Regions from separate parts of the Gossypium hirsutum genome. Here region 1 is linked to region 2. A link is a contact called in public Hi-C data. All regions are on one chromosome and are shown on one strand. Each heading gives the region's core, a stretch centred on a gene start, on an enhancer-like site or on the middle of the called end of the contact. The rest is flanking DNA. Distances are from core to core; before and after follow the strand shown. Region 1 holds the start of LOC107924736 (3-hydroxyisobutyryl-CoA hydrolase-like protein 5). Region 2 holds the start of LOC107896191 (zinc transporter 3-like).

Region 1 (2,700 bases), core at 59-2,558, 170 kb after region 2:
TCCAATACCCGTTTAATTAATTTTTTTACTTTTTAAAAATAAAATTTATTTTAAGATATTCGGGTGTCGCCTGACACATTGGCGATACCAATAAATTTTTTTTTACATGTATAAAAATACTCAATTTTTTTGGTGTCAAATACTAGTGCTGTCAATTGCTTTCACCCAATTTTTTTTTAAATGTGATAATTGAAACAATGATTGGTGGCAGAGGAAAGGGGTGCCGTCGATTACTCAGACGGCATCGATGGTATACTGTTGAATTTGGCTAGATATGTAAATAGTGGGGGCTTATCCTACTTCAGTATATATTTATTATTTGGGTAAAAAACTCATTTTATAAATATTAGGGTTAATTGTACTATTAGTCACTAAATTATGAATGAACTTTTATTTTGGTTACATAATTTAAAAGTTACAAATTGGTCACTAAAATTTTTAAATTTTTTTTGTCACCCAATTATTAAGTGGCACTTTTTTAATTAGTATAATAACAATTTTTCTCCCTTTTTTTAATGCTTTCTATCGGCACTTATTATATTTAAAATGATAAAAAATAAAATTCTTTTTGAAAAAATTAGAAAATTCTAAAAATAAAAATAAAAATATATAAAAATTTTAAAAATAGATAAAGGGAGAGAAAGTAAGAGGAAATTATTTTTACAAGTTAAAAAATAATTTAAATGAATTGAAAATTTAAATTGTGTTTAGAAAAGAAACTTTTTGTGGTAAAATTTTTTAATTTTTGGCTAAAAATTGACATTAGAATCTATTTGACAAACCTCTATAACATCAATTTTGGATGTTCTTTAAGGACATGTAACTTAACTTAAAGATATTACTAATTTGATTTCAAGAAATACTGAGGAAGCATGTAAATGATCTCACATTTTTTGTTTTTTTTTTAATTTATTATTTGATTCTGATAATTTTTTTTATTTCTCATGCATATTAGTTATTCAACAACAATATTTTTGAGATTTTATTTTTCTAGAACTTTTATATAGCATATTCTATTTTTAAATAATTTTGAGTTTTTTTATAATCTTTATATAAAATTAAAATCAAATTGATAGAAAATATAAAAATTGATAACTAAATTTCCTATTATATTAATTTAAAAAATTGCTACATATAACAAAAATATAATTTTAAAAACTGTTATATTAAATTATAAATTTTTTTAGTTAAATGAGAAAAGGAGAATTTACTAAATTAATAGTATAATTTACACTAAATTTTATTACTTTAAAAGTATTATCATATATAAATTTTAAAAGATTCGTACTTGCATAGAAATAATTTTCGCTCCAATTTAATATTCCCATGGTGTAAATTATGGCATGAAAGGGGGGTTAGGCGCGCGTTTATCACCCACAAACACTCAACTACTGCGAAATCAGGGAAGGTAGGTAAGAACGAAGAATCACAGCTGAAGTGTTATGATTTATGAATGAGATGACACACAACTGTCCTTTGAATTTACCATTCTTGACATTACCAACCACCCTTTGCTCCTTTGCCTTTACCATTGCCATTACCAACTACTCTTTGCTCTCTCTCTCTCTCTCTCTCTCTCTCTCTCTCTCTATATATATATATATATATATATCATATTCTTCCATTCCTTCTTCACTAGTTTTTCTTTTGTATGTTCCTCTCTCTCCTTTCATTTATGAACTTAATTGCTCTAACTAAACAATATCTACAATTTCATCGTTTTCAAGCTTCAACTTCTCTCTTTTACTTATTTATTTGTTTCTGTGCAGTTTGTGGGTTTCGACTTTAACAATCAGTTTGGCGAATCAAATGGCAAAAGAAGTTGTTAATCCCGATGAACTGGTAATTATCTCCTTTTAATGATTCAATGTTACAAGTACTTCTTTGGTTTTTTTTTTTTTTGAAAACCTTAATTTAAGACTACTTCTTATGTTTTCCCCTATTTTACTCAATTTAAGGTTGTTGTTGGAGAGGAATTAGACCATGTAAGAATCATCACTTTGAACAGGCCTCGACATTTGAATGTCATCTCATCCAAAGTGGTATGTAATGTTTAAACTAACACTGCCTTGGCTTTCTTTTATGTTCTTCAAGTCAAATCTTCTGAAATCCTTGTTTCTTTTACTGCAATCAGGTCTCCCTGCTAGCTAAATACTTAGAACAATGGGAAAGAGATGAGCAAGCTCAGCTTATACTGATCAAGGTTGTTAAATTGGGTCATTTCAAATGGTTCCTTGTTCTGGATTTCTCTGTCAATTTTCATGATTTCTAAATTATATTGTTTGTAACTTTTTATTCAGGGAGCCGGGCGTGCATTTTCTGCTGGTGGAGATTTAAAAATGTTCTATGAGGGAAGGAAATCAAGTAAATGTTCTATCGGTCTTATCCTGATATTGGACTTTTGGTTCTATTCTATTATGTTTTGAACTATGTTGTTCGGATAGGGGTATGGGATATGATCTTCTAAATACTTGGAAAACCTTAAAAATAATGAAGTTCTCGTACCATAAGTTTTAAATTCTATTACTTCCTCCATAACACCTAATGACTGCTCATATATGTGCAATTGTGCACAACATTATGAATTTTAATTCGTAATGAATTATTCTTCTGACAGAGGATTCCTGCCTCGAAGTGGTCTATCGAATGTATTGGCTTTGCTATCACATTCATACTTATAAGAAAACTCAGGTTTTTTTA
Region 2 (2,700 bases), core at 96-2,595:
TTTTAAAATTTTCAAGCAATGACTTTTTTTTATTTCATAGATCCTCAGAACTAAATCTCATCAATGCTCTTAAAGGGCTCCAATTACATGTCTCAAAAAGCACTACCCTTCGTCATGATTTATTTTCTAGTCTGTAGTTGCATAAAATTGGATTGAAAATTAAGCAGTAGTCAAACTCTTCCAATATTAATTTTATATTCTCAATGATTTAAGAGAAATCGAATTTTGTGATATTTCACAATTCAAAGTAACTAACAGCTTTAGTGCAATCCAGAAATTGAGATGTCCTGTGCCAATGGTCTCAAATTATTGTTCATAAAATAATAGAAATTTTTTAAGAATATCTTTCAAAGAAAAAAAAATGAAAAGTGGACTGGAAATGAATGGTTTGACAATGACCTGTTTTCCCTTCCCGGACCAGAATGAATGTTTAATTCCGTCTGAAAACACACACAAAAGGGTTTGGCATTAGATTGGGGATTATCCTAAATGTTAAGACACAAAACATGGGCTTAGCAAATTAGCATCCACCCTCATACAACTTATCAAAGGTCAGTGCACTTTCACATGCTCCCAGATATCTCTCTTCTTTCTCAAGTTTATCACCCATGGAAATTCAATCCCGCATACACATACATGTAAACTAAACATATTTCTACTTTAAGCTTTAATATATCATTTAACATTCTTTTTTCTAATATCGTATTTGTATAAATTTTAAACTAACATGTTCGCTACATGACATGCAGTACTAGATTAAGGGTTATATATATATACAAGAATACCTTGGGGATTCTGCTATTTGGTTAGCGCATGAGAAGCTAATATTGCCAAAGTACAAAAATATTAAAATACTAAAAATAGAAAAATTTGTGATAAATAGAGCTTAATTCCTTGCTTTCATATAGTCTAATCCTTTAATTGGAACTTCGTTTTTCTTGGAAACTTTTTTTAAGCCCAAATAGCCGAGAGAGACTAAGACCAAGCCCAATGGAAGGGAAACACTGGCTCCAACTTGAAGTATTCCATTGTTTTGTAACTTTGGATTCATGAAATCAGCTGCTGGAAGATCCACCAACGCCATGTATATTAAGATCCCAGATGATGCCGCGTTCAATAATCCTTCCACAATCAGTGCAGTTGGGCTGTTCTCATCGTATGCATTTGTTATTGCTATTCCTACAGCAGTTCCTGCTGGTGTTGTCAGGAGTATGAACATGCAGATGATTTTCGGTTTGCTCTGTTTTCTCTTCATCACCCTCGTGGCTCTCTTGGGTTTTGTGACGGTGAGATTTGGTGTAATGAGATGTAGCAAACACATCAACCGTGCCAATGGCAGCCGTCACAGCCATCAGCAGGGATTTAAATTGTGGTTGCGGCTGCGTTTTTGGTCACGTTGCGTTTATCGCGGTTGCGAACATAACGGATGTTATTGCGGTCACTGTGGATATCGTGGTCGTGAATTTTTTTTAATATTCGCACGACTTATTATAAAACATAATAATTATAATTATAATTATAAAAAGTCACTTTTAATGGTTTTTAGGGTATTTTCTAACACTTATGAACTTTTGTTAATATGAGAATACAATTTTTACAATCTTTGATTATTCACATATTTATTTACAAATTTTCTAAGAATATTATATTAACTAATAACAAAGTAAAAAAATAGGACATATTAAAAACACTTATCATATTTAATAAGTTTAAAAGTTTTTATAGATAAAATAATTGAAAATTCATACATGAGAGAGGTCTTCAATATTTATTGACAGCTTTGAAGATGGTAAATATATCAAAACATCCAATGCTACAAAAGGAAAAAAGGAATAGATAAATTTATAGATTCTTATTAATTATTCCGATTTCCAACCATTTATTCTCACTCTCATTCTACTTTCATATATAGTTTAACATGCTTCAATTTTTAATTATCTTTTCATAAAATATACTCCGTTCATTTATCTAAAGATATATTTTAAATGTTTTAATATCATTAAAATTAAAAAAATTAACAAAAGTTTTCTTTAAAAAAAACATACCTTACAAATAGTGATAGTGGTACGATTTAGTTTTCACCAATTAGTGAAATGAGGAGGAAGATCAAATCCTTCACCTTTACTTTGAGAGTGTTCTTGACTTGATTCTCTTGGTCTTTCTCCAAAAATATATAATAAAAAAAGTAACATTTTCACCTTGGTTATCATATAATTGATATGGAGGATATATTTGAGGAGGAGGATACATGAGAGGTGGAGGTGGGTGATATATTAGTGGTGGAGGATGCATTTGAGGCTAATATGACACATCACAATTAGGAAATTGTGGATAATAACTATATGGTTGTGGATAACCATGTGAAGGTTGAAAATATAAAAGTTGTTCTGGCGGATAAAAATCTTGAGTGCTAGTAGATGAATCACTATACCCAAGGTTATTAGAACTCGATCCTCGACCAGATGAAGAACCTGCAGAAGTATGCTTATTGCCTTTTCCTTTTAATGGAGCTCTAGGTTCACTTCTATCTCTTCTAGGTTTAGGAAACATGTTTCCATCAAATTCTGATCTATCACGGAAATGTCCACTAGTGGTACCAACCCCATATTATCCTCCATATCGACTAGAAGACCTAATTTCACCTCTATCACCACTATGCCCATCATCGTCATCAATTGGACTTAAACCATTACCATCGGG

The links. Hi-C and Micro-C count contacts between places; a contact is called where the count stands out from the background.
Region 1: a contact with region 2 is called in a Hi-C map of leaf, with 2.5 times the contacts expected there. The contact joins the promoter of LOC107924736 here to the promoter of LOC107896191 in region 2. A contact is called at or near these places in 3 of 34 Hi-C or Micro-C datasets (anther and leaf).

What each region holds. Positions count from the first base shown.
Region 1 is chrA11:20,511,809-20,514,508 of Gossypium_hirsutum_v2.1, forward strand. LOC107924736 (3-hydroxyisobutyryl-CoA hydrolase-like protein 5) reads left to right here and starts at 1,309. Exons shown (of 16, transcript XM_041081317.1): 1 at 1,309-1,408; 2 at 1,770-1,842; 3 at 1,959-2,042; 4 at 2,135-2,203; 5 at 2,301-2,364; 6 at 2,618-2,691. The coding sequence starts at 1,344.
Region 2 is chrA11:20,341,590-20,344,289 of Gossypium_hirsutum_v2.1, forward strand. LOC107896191 (zinc transporter 3-like) reads right to left here and starts at 1,346. Exons shown (of 1, transcript XM_016821298.2): 1 at 774-1,346. The coding sequence starts at 1,321. The coding sequence ends at 887.